2 separate regions of the Mus musculus genome follow, and region 2 is linked to region 1. The links are chromatin contacts, called in public Hi-C maps. All regions are on one chromosome and are shown on one strand. The core of a region is the stretch at or near the end of the contact, and the rest is flanking DNA. Distances in the headings are between cores, read along the strand shown. Region 1 holds the start of Opa3 (optic atrophy 3). Region 2 holds the start of Sertad1 (SERTA domain containing 1).

Region 1 (5,008 bases), core at 1,508-4,007:
TAAGTTTGAGGCTAAACTGGGTTGTATAACAAGATTCTGTCTTTGCAACAAAGCAAGACAAACAAAATGTATTGAACACCTACTGTGTGCTGGAAGCTGTTCTGAGAACTAAGGACACAATCAGAAAGGAAGATTTACATACCAGTTTAGAGGTTTCCTAAAGCCTTCCCAGAGATCCTAGACTCCCTAGGAGGTCCTTTGGCCACCAGGGTTAGAAGATGACCCTGGACTTCGACTCAAGAAGTGTTATCTCCACCCTGAGTCCTGTGGAAGCTTGAGCCTCAGTTGGGATGTCTGTAGAATGGGAAGTGGCGACTCTGAAGACATGGCTCCGTGGTTAAGAGATGGACTGCTCTCCCAGAGGACCTGAGTTCTGTTCCCAGCACTATGTCAGGTGGCTCACAAATACCTGTGATTCCAGGTCTAGGGGCTCCAGCGTCCTCTTCTGTCCTCTGTGGGCAGTACTCATGTGCACATACCCCACACACAGGTACACACATATGCACATAACTAAAAATGAACAGTGAAGGGGAAGGTGCTGTCCAAAGAAACCATGGAGCTCACCAGACACACGTCTTCAGAAGGACTCCTGCAAAAGTGGTTCTCAACACTCGGGACATTCAGGGCTGGAGAGATCGCTCAGTCGGTCAGAGCACTAGCTGCTCTTCCAGAGGTCCTGAGTTCAATTCCCAGCAACCACATAGTGGCTCACAACCATCTGTAATGGGATCTATTGACCTCTTCTGGTGTGTCTGAAGACAGTGACAATGTATTCACACATTAAATAAATAAATAAATAAATAAACAAACAAACAAATCTTTAAAAAAATCCGGACATTCTTAATAATTTAGATGTCAAGGTCACATATGCTCTTCCTGATTTTTTTTTAAAGATTTATTTATTATTACATGTAAGTACACTGTAGCTGTCTTCAGACACACCAGAAGGGGGCATCAGATCTCATTATGGGTGGTTGTGAGCCACCATGTGGTTGCTGGGATTTGAACTCAGGACCTTCAGAAGAGCAGTCAGTGCTCTTAACCACTAAGCCATCTCTCCAGCCCTCCTGATTTCTTCCCAGTAGTGGACATCGAACCCAGGGTCTTATAAAAGCTAGGCAGGAGCTTTTACCAAACACAGCTACACTTTGCCTCTTTGATGGACATCTTATTTTATTTTTGTACATTTTATTTTGAGTCAGGACTCACTAAGTTGCCCAGGCTGACCTTGAATTCATTATGTAGTCCAGGCTGACCTAGAACATTCCATCCTCCTGCTTCAGCTTCCTGAGTGCTTCCATGACAGCTGTGTGACACCAGGCCCAGCTGCCACCAATATAAATGAAGCACGGGTCCCCTGATGCGAGGACTTGACCAAAGGCACTGATGGGAAAGTCCGGGGTCCCTTGGCTATGTGTCACCAGTTTTTTCTCTTGATAGCCACGACCCCTCTGCTCCTTTGCCTTCCGGTCCCTTCCCGTCCCCAACTACCCATCCTCACGCCACCATCCAGGAATTTCTCTCAACTAAGTCTTGACTTTGTTTATATGATTTTGCTCCCTGCTGGGTAAGGGAGGACAGTCTGGGACATGTCCTTAAAGTTCCTTCCTGAGCCAGCTCCCTGGGGACCCTTACCCTCCAAAGGAGGAAGTCAGGCTGCTTGAGAACCAGTGATATTAGGCAATGTGGTGGCTGAGAAGCCCCGTGTCACCCCGTTCTTATGGGACCCTCAGTCTTTCACTCGGTTACTTGGGAAAAGGATGGATTAGCTGTAGTGCACATTTGGGCTTTGCGGGACATGCTCTACATGTAGTTACTTCCTGTGTTTTACATTCAGGATTCACACACAAAGCTGACTAGTAGAGCCACTCAGTGAGCATGGCGCAGCGATAGAGTCACCGCCTAACCCCCTCCCCCCTGGGAGGAGCTGGAGTCTTTTGCTCAGTGGTGGAGCCCCCCTCCTAAGATGGGAAATGCCTTGGGGTTCAGAGACACAAGCCTCACAACACAGAAAACACAAGACAGGTACTGTTATGTGTGACATTTTGCTCACGGGGATGCTGACATCAATGCTGGGCCGTGTAGCGCAGGGCTGTGATCCCAGCACCGCACTGCGGCACAGACACAGGAGGATCAGGAGTTCCAAGGACAGCGTAGGCTACACATTGAGTTCGGAGCCAGGCTGGGTTACACGAGACCGGCTTTTAAAAACAATTAGGGGAAAAAAAACAACAACAAAAAAAGAACGAACCGATTTCCTGAAGGGTTGAGTCACTCCTCCAACTTCAGAGAGTGAGTAAAGCGGCAGGTCTGTATGACTACGCGCTGACTCGCTCCCCTCCCCGGCGAGGGCACTAACCGCCGGGAAGGCGCACCCCGACTCTTTAGACTTAATTGGGACTCACCAGGCGCCTCCTATGGGCAGGGAAATCGACTCAGTACGTGACATCACGCAAGACGCGGTGACGTCAGTACGTCGGGACTAGGGCTCCGGCCACGCTCCCACGAGCGGCCGTTTAACGGCACCGCCCTCTGACGCTTCACTTCCGCCGCACATTTGCATACCCAACGTACGGACGTCGAGGCGTCGACGCGGCGACGTCACGAGCGCCCGCCCCCCCCCCAGCAGACAAACACCCTCCCCACCACCTCCGCCGCGAGCGTGCAAACGCACGCTCCTACGTAGGCACGTAGGCAAGTCCTTCCTTACGCAAGCACGCACGGCCCACGGGCGGGTGGGGGAGGAACGGCGAGGTCGGCGGCGCCCCGCCCAGTCAGCAAGGTTGCGCGTGCCCCAGGGCGGCCGCCGAGATGGTGGTGGGCGCGTTCCCCATGGCGAAGCTGTTCTACTTGGGCATCCGGCAGGTTAGCAAGCCGCTGGCCAACCGTATCAAGGATGCTGCCCGCCGCAGCGAGTTCTTCAAGACCTACATCTGCCTACCGCCAGCCCAGCGTGAGTCTCACCCCAAGGCCTCTAGCCCTTCCATTCCCGATCTTTCTAGTTCAGGGGAACGGCGTCTGTGCTTGACCAATCCCGGCGCGAACCGGCAAAACGCTATAGCCAATGAGGATGGCTTCTGCTAGAGGGGCGTGTCACTGACCCAATAGGGAAGAAGGGAGAGCAGTCAGGGGCGTCACCGCGCGAGTTTGGAATGCAAGCCAATAGAGAAGAGGGCTTCTGGCGGTTGACGTCTACACCAGCCAATAGGATGAGGTGTGAGAAACACCAGGGTGGAGCTTATTGTCAGAAGTTAGGGGCGGGACCGAGAAGAAGTCCCCTTAGCGATCCGCTTCGGAGCCATCCTTAAGAGAGACACTTGACTACAGAAACCCCAGTTTGTCCCTCAGTTTCCCTTCGGCCCTGTGGGTGATTTGCGTATCACCCTGGGTTTAGAGCACAGAGCTTGTGCGTTAGTTTTACACTGAGTTAGGGTCGTGATAGTGTTGGAATCTTGCGACCTGGCAAAAGGATGAACCCAGAATGGGCGTCCTTCCGTTTATTTATGAGTTTCCTCACACCGATCCTTTTCGTTCGGTAGCCGCACCGTGCAGGCTTCTTAGCCCGACACTGGGAAAGATACGGTCCTAATATGTCCGCATTATGTCAGGAACTGTAGGCAGACTCGAGTTTAGAGCAGCCGGGTGAGCCAAGGGAGTCTCCTGAGCAAAGACCTCACTTGCTTCGCAAACGCACCAGATGTGTGCTCCTAGAAAAGACTGATCTCTGTAAAGCAGAGACGAGGGGGAAGTCTTTGTAATTTACCGAGAACTACCGTTCATGTTTGTCCAACGCCCCATGTAGCTTATAAATGATATGATGAGTGTTTGTTTTGAGCTGACCCTGCTTATAAAACAACAGGGTCTATCTACGCCAGTACCAGTCTGTCGAACCAAGACTCATACAGTGACAATCTAGATGGGATGGCAGAGCCCACTAGGTACCTGACCTGACATAGAGTACAAAGAGCACTTCCGGGTAGAGGGAATATTCCAACTGAGACTGAAGGGTGAGGAGAATCTCACCAGACCACTGAGGGACATTGTTGGCTCCAAGGGTGGAACATAGGCACTAAGGGGACCCTTGACTTTTCTCCTCCACATGTGTGTTTAATAAGATTCTTGGTCATTTTGGGTTTTGGTGGAGCTTCTGCCTGGGCCAAAGGTCTTGCAGTGGAAATTTTGGGATTTTGAAGCAAGAAATGATGGTATAGACTCACATCCCAGTGTTTGGGAGGTTGAGACAATAGGAACAGGTCAGCTACCTTAAGATACCTGATTGAGTTCAGTCTGGGCTACATGAGACCTTGTCTCAAAACCAAAGATAAATAAATAACTAAACAGACAAACCAGCCTGTCATGGTGGTGTACGCCTTTAATCCCAGCACTTGGGAAGCAGAGGCAGGTAGATCTCAGATCTCTGAGTTCAAGGCCAGCCTGATCCACAGAGTGAGTTATAGGACAGCTAGGGCTGTTACACAGAGAAACCCTGGCTACAAAACAAAACAAACAAACAAACTGGTCCCATATGTTTGTCAATCTCAGCACTTGGAAGGCAGAGGCAGGAGAGTCAGTGCAAGTTATGAAGTATCTTTACTTATAAAGTGAGTTCCAAGATCTGCAGGACACAAACCAGGGATGACAACTTAAATTTATAGAAGAAAAAAGTAAGCCATCGCAGGCAGGAATTTGGTCACTCTCCAAGATCACACTCCATTACAGTCAGTTCATCATGGTAGAGGCTTGTGCCAGAGCCTAGCTGTGGACTCTGGACCTCCTGGCCTGTTCAGCTTCCTGCTTTTCTTCCAAGTCCTGGGACTAGTCTTAGCTTTGTGGTTTAGGGAACGGCTTTACCCTGCCCCTTCAATGATGACTTTGGGCAGGGGAACATAACCCACCTGAGCCTCTGTTTCCAGTTCTGTACAGAGGCTATGGAGAGACAGGAGCAGTTAGTGCCTGCCTACTGTGGTCCAGTCTGTATTCTCCCAGCCTGTAGGGCACCTAGTCCTTA
Region 2 (5,380 bases), core at 1,191-3,690, 8.3 Mb after region 1:
ACTATTCTCTTTTTTTATTTTTATTTCATTTATTTATTTTTAAGACAGAGTTTCTCTGTGTTGTACTGCAACTAACTCTGAAGACCAGGCTGTCCTTGAACTCACAGAAATCTGCATATCCCTGCTTCCCAAATGCTGGGTTTAAAGGTATTCGCCACCACACCCAGTTTAGTTTGTTTTCTAAAGAAAGATAAGGCTTAAGGATTGAAGAGAAGGCTTACTGGTTAGGAGCACTGACTGCTCTCCCAGAAGATCTGGGTTCAGTTCACACCTGTCCTTAACCCTCACATAGATAGACATACATGCAGGCAAAACACCAATGCACATAAAATAAAAATAGTTAAATAGAGCCAGGCAGTGGTGGCTCACACCTTTAATCCCAGCATTTGGGAGGCAGAGGCAAGCGGATTTCTGAGTTCGAGGCCAGCCTGGTCTACAGAGTGAGTTCCAGGACAGCCAGGGCTCCACAGAGAAACCCTGCCTCAGAAAAAAAAAAAAAAAAGTTAAATAGAAGATAGTGCTTGAACCTTTATTGGTTACATAATAGATCTTCTAAAAGATTTATCTTAGGGGGCTGGTGAGATGGCTCAGTGGGTGAGAGCACCCGACTGCTCTTCCGAAGGTCCAGAGTTCAAATCCCAGCAACCACATGAAGATTTATCTTACTTTGTATACATAGGTGTTTTACCTACATGTCTGCCTATGTACCACATATGTGCCTGGAACCCACAAAAGCCAGAATAGGGCATCTGGAATTATATTGTTGGGACTCCTATGTAGGTGCTAGGAATCAAACCCATGTCTTCTGGAAGACCAGACAGTAGTCTTAACAGTTTAACCACCTCTCCAGCTTCACAGACTAGCTCTTTGTTGATTGACTGTTTGTTTGTTTGTTTCTCCACACATGGTTTCTCTGTAGCCCTGGAGACAGAACTCAGCTTGTCACTTAGCAGCACCAGTGTCTTTACCCACTGAGCCACCTCCTCAGCCCAGCATTCTACTGTTTGGATTTGTGTTTGTGCTTGTTTGGCTGTTTATGTAGTACGTGTATCGAGTGACTGAGAAAGTCAGAATAGGGTGTTGGATCTTCTAAAACTACAGTTATAGGCAGTCATGAGCTGCCATGTGGGTGCTGAACTGAACCTGAACCAGGAGCCGAGCCTGGTCCTCTGCAAGAGCAACAAGTACTCTTAGCCACTGAGCCACCTCTCCAGCCCTTAATGTTCTACTCTTAGTAAATCATCAGGCTATTTTACTTTATTTTATTTTTCAGTGCTGTAACCAAGTGCAGGTGTTTAACATGCTGAAATGTGAGGCAAGCACTCTTTCACTAAACTGTACCTTTCCAAACATATTTTAAGAATAGCTGAAGGCCAGGTGTGGAGCGCAGGCCTTTAACCCCAGCTCTCAGGAGGCAGAGGTTAGTGAATCTCTGAGTTAGAGGCCGCCTGGTCTATAGATTGAGTTACAGGACAATCATGGCTGTTGCCCAGAAAAACCCTGTCTCAAAATAAACGAAAACCCAAAACCAAGACAAAGAGACAAACAAAAACATACACAAAAACTAAACTAAAACCCAACTAACCAAACAACCAAAAAAAAAAAAAAAAAGAATATTAGGTGTGGCATAAGTCTCTGGTTCCAGTCACTGACAGGCTGAGGAGGGTTGGTTGCTCTGTTTCCCAGGCTAACTTGGGCAAGTTAGTGAAACTGTCGCAAAAAAAAAAAAAAAAAAAAAAAAAAGTTCGTCGGTTTTTTTTGCTAGTTTGTTTTGTTTTGTTTTGTTTTGTTTTAAGACAGGATCTCACTCTGAGGTCCAGGCTGGATTCAAATCCACTAAGTAGTCCGGCTGCAAACTCAAAGCAATCCCCCATACTTTAGTTTTCCCATACTGGGGTTATGGGTGTGAACAACCACGCCCCGCAGGAAATTATTTTCAGGGACTTAAACTGCTGCCCAAAGTCACACAGCTCCTCCGGAACTGATGCCCAGGACGTGACTCTGGTGTCGTTCCGTCCCCCCCTTACTCCCGTCTTTAATCATAGTAGAATCCAGTTGTCTCACTGTATTGAGTCCAGTATCCTAAGCCCTACTGAGAAAACTGTTAATTTTGTAACTCTCAAGAAGTAGGTCCTCTTCCAGAAGTCATACAGTTTTCTAAAATAACACATGAAGTGACAGGCCTGTACTTTTTAAAGTACAAAACCCCTACCTGTCATCGCCCCACAAGGGAAATCGCTACCAGAGCTGTCCCTTCGCTCAGGCAGTCCTCCTGGGCATGCGCTTTAGGGACAACCTCCCCCCTCCTTCTGGAACGGCCCCGCTCAGGCTCCGCCCACCACCACCAACGAGAGCCGATCCCTGAGCTGCAGGGCGGGGCTGCCACGCGAGTGGGCGGGAACTAGGGATAGTCGAGTGTCTGGAGTCGTGCGCCGGAGTCAGAACTGCGCCTACCGTCCCAGGTGTCGGTTGCTGGAGCAGAACAAGCTAGCGATGCTACGGCAGCCGCTTCCTGATTGGCTGCGTGTGGCTCCCTCTTCGTTCTGATTGGCCGCGAGTGATCTGTGTATGTAAATGAAGGGGCCTGGTGGGGAAAGACGGGGGTACGGGGGGCCGGGTTCTTTAGGGTGTTCGATACCTCAGCTAGGTAGATGGTGGCCGGGGCTGACCGGGATCGAGCGCCCAGGGCCTGTATGTGTCGCCCGCCCGGGCCGGGCTGGGTGAATCACGTCGGAGCCCGAGAAGGGGGCGGAGGCGCCGGCTCCCTGGCTCCGGCTGCGTGACTCACCCGCCCCCGCCGCCGCCGCTCCGGGAGGAGCCGCCTCCGCTGCCTTCCGGAAGCGAGGGAAGGCCGGGCTCACTGAGCGGCCCGCGGGGGTCGCGGCTCGCTGTGGCCCGGGAGGGACAGGCGGTACCCTGGGGAATCTAAAGGATCCCGGGGTCACTGGGGCCGGAGTCCCCGGGGGAGCCCAGGTTGGAGTACCGCTAGGGGGCGCCGGGACTCGGGGGGGCGGAGTCGGGGTGGGGGCTGAATTCCTGCGGTTCCCGGCTCCCGGGTCTTCAGCGAAAAGGGCAAAGACTGGATTTTTAGTGTCTTGCTAGGTCTAGGCAGCGTCCCCGGGACTGAGACCCTGCGGCCTTTATGCCCCCGTTAGATTAGGCTAGGGGCTTCAAACTCTAGTCCTCTTGGAAGAAAGTACCGATTTTCAAACTTCTGTCAATGACTTACTCCCGCGGCCCTTCAGGGTTTCCCTTGTCTCTCTCTTTCCTCAATAAGTTCGGGACCCTTACTTCCTTGAGTGACTACTAACAGCTTAGGCTTTAAACCCAAGCGGCCAGCATCCCAGTGAGTACAGCAGTCGGAAGGCAGGCAGTTCAGGCCCACTTCTATCTCCAAACCTACACACACACACACACACACACACACACACACACACACACACACACATGATGCTGCCCCGCCACCGATCTTTCCCCAGGCAGCAGCTACCGGGGATCCTCTAGAGACCTTGCCAACTAACGTCACCATTCATCTTCCTGCCTAGACCCTACCCTCCATGACTCTGTCCTGACACTCTGAAAATCCAAGCCTCCTATTCCTGCCCGCGCCTCCTCCTGCTTGCTCCCCACCCCCACCGGGACTCCTACTGTGTCACACTCTCTGCGCCTGCTCCTAGTGTGTGGTGGCCTTCTTTTTTTTTTTTTTTTTAAACTCCCCAGTTCAGGTTTACCTCTCTCTGTCTTCCTTTGGCTCTTTCAGGAAAGCCTGGCCCTGCTTCTCCATAGCCTACAGTGCAAACAGCAGGACTCAGCTTCAATGTACTTATCTTTCTTAGAAAAACCTGCCTTGACTACCTCCCAGGATGGCATCTTCCTACCACTTTCTGTACATTTGACCATAGAGTTCCATGCATAGCAGATACTCTGTATTGAACTGTGTAAGATGGCTGTATTTGTAATCAAGGAATGGAACACACCTGTAATCCTAACCCCTTGGGAGACTGAGACAGGAGGATTGCCTGGAATGGCTGGTCAGCCCGGACTACAGTGTGGGGCCCTGTCTCAAAAGAGCAAAACCAAAGAGTGCTTATAAATAAGAACTAGTGATGTGGTTTTAGAGCTTGCTGTTCCTACAAAGGACCTGATTTCAGTTCCCAGTACTCACATCTGATGGCGTACAGTTACTTTAAAATCAGCTCCAGGGATTCCAGCAGCTGGCTTCTTTGGACATCTGCACGCTCATGCGCGCACACACACAAACACAAAAATGTAAAATAAAAGTAAAATTTCAAGTACTAATGACCATGTTGCAAGGGCTTTTTGTTCCTTTAATCTAATCTGTAGTAGCAACTTATAACAGAATGCTGTCTGTATCTCAGAAGCTCACTGAGGACGCTGAGAATATAACTCAGTTGGTAGAATGTTTGCCTTACATGCAGGAGGCCCAGGAAGTTCCATCCCCAGCATCAAATACACCAAGTATGGTGGCACACACCTGTAATCCCAGCGCTGGGAAGGGGAAGAAGGGAAGAGCAGAAGCTGCCTACATAGCACGTTTGGGGGCAGGTCAGCCTGAGTTACACGGGACCCTGTCCCGTTAGAAACAAATAAGAATTTGCTTAGAAAACCTAGACCTGGAGGTTAATCGACTGGTCAGGATCCCACAGACAGCAGTTGTCAGAGCTGGGTGTGAACTGAGTATTGGCTTCCCATAACTGAATGGCTCCTTCCTCCCTGCAGAGGATGCTGAGCAAAGGTCTGAAGCGCAAGCGGGAGGAGGAGGAGACGATGGAAGCCCTCTCCGTGGACTCGTGCTGGTTGGATCCGAGCCACCCGGCAGTGGCGCAGACCCCGCCGACGGTGGCTTCTAGCTCCCTCTTTGACCTCTCAGTGGTCAAGCTCCACCACAGCCTGCGGCAGAGCGAGCCGGACCTCCGGCACCTGGTGCTTGTGGTGAACACACTGAGGCGCATCCAGGCGTCCATGGAACCCGCACCTGTCCTGCCGCCTGAGCCCATCCAGCCCCCAGCCCCTTCTGTGGCAGACAGCCTTCTGGCTAGCTCAGATGCTGGCCTCTCAGCCTCCATGGCCAGCCTCCTGGAAGATCTCAACCACATTGAGGACCTGAACCAGGCCCCCCAACCCCAAGCAGATGAGGGGCCTCCAGGCCGCTCCATCGGGGGGATCTCACCCAACCTGGGTGCCTTGGACTTGCTAGGCCCAGCCACTGGCTGTCTGCTGGACGATGGACTGGAGGGCCTGTTTGAGGACATCGATACCTCCATGTACGACAGTGAACTTTGGTTACCAGCCTCTGAGGGTCTCAAGCCCGGCCCTGAGAATGGCCCAGCCAAGGAGGAGCCTCCAGAGTTGGATGAGG

What was found. Hi-C and Micro-C count contacts between places; a contact is called where the count stands out from the background.
Region 2: a contact with region 1 is called in a Hi-C map of B cells, with 6 read pairs. The contact joins the promoter of Sertad1 here to the promoter of Opa3 in region 1. A contact is called at or near these places in 1 of 484 Hi-C or Micro-C datasets (B cells), 1 of 115 datasets of contacts at active chromatin or transcription factors (embryonic stem cells) and 1 of 9 other capture datasets (pancreatic islet).

The regions. Positions count from the first base shown.
Region 1 is chr7:19,225,632-19,230,639 of GRCm38.p6, forward strand. It overlaps Opa3 (optic atrophy 3), which reads left to right and starts at 2,758. Exons shown (of 2, transcript NM_207525.3): 1 at 2,758-2,953. The coding sequence starts at 2,812.
Region 2 is chr7:27,484,513-27,489,892 of GRCm38.p6, forward strand. It overlaps Sertad1 (SERTA domain containing 1), which reads left to right and starts at 2,441. Exons shown (of 2, transcript NM_018820.4): 1 at 2,441-2,566; 2 at 4,741-5,380. The coding sequence starts at 4,744. Gm38972 (a long non-coding RNA gene) reads right to left here and starts at 2,448. Exons shown (of 5, transcript XR_881906.2): 1 at 2,213-2,448.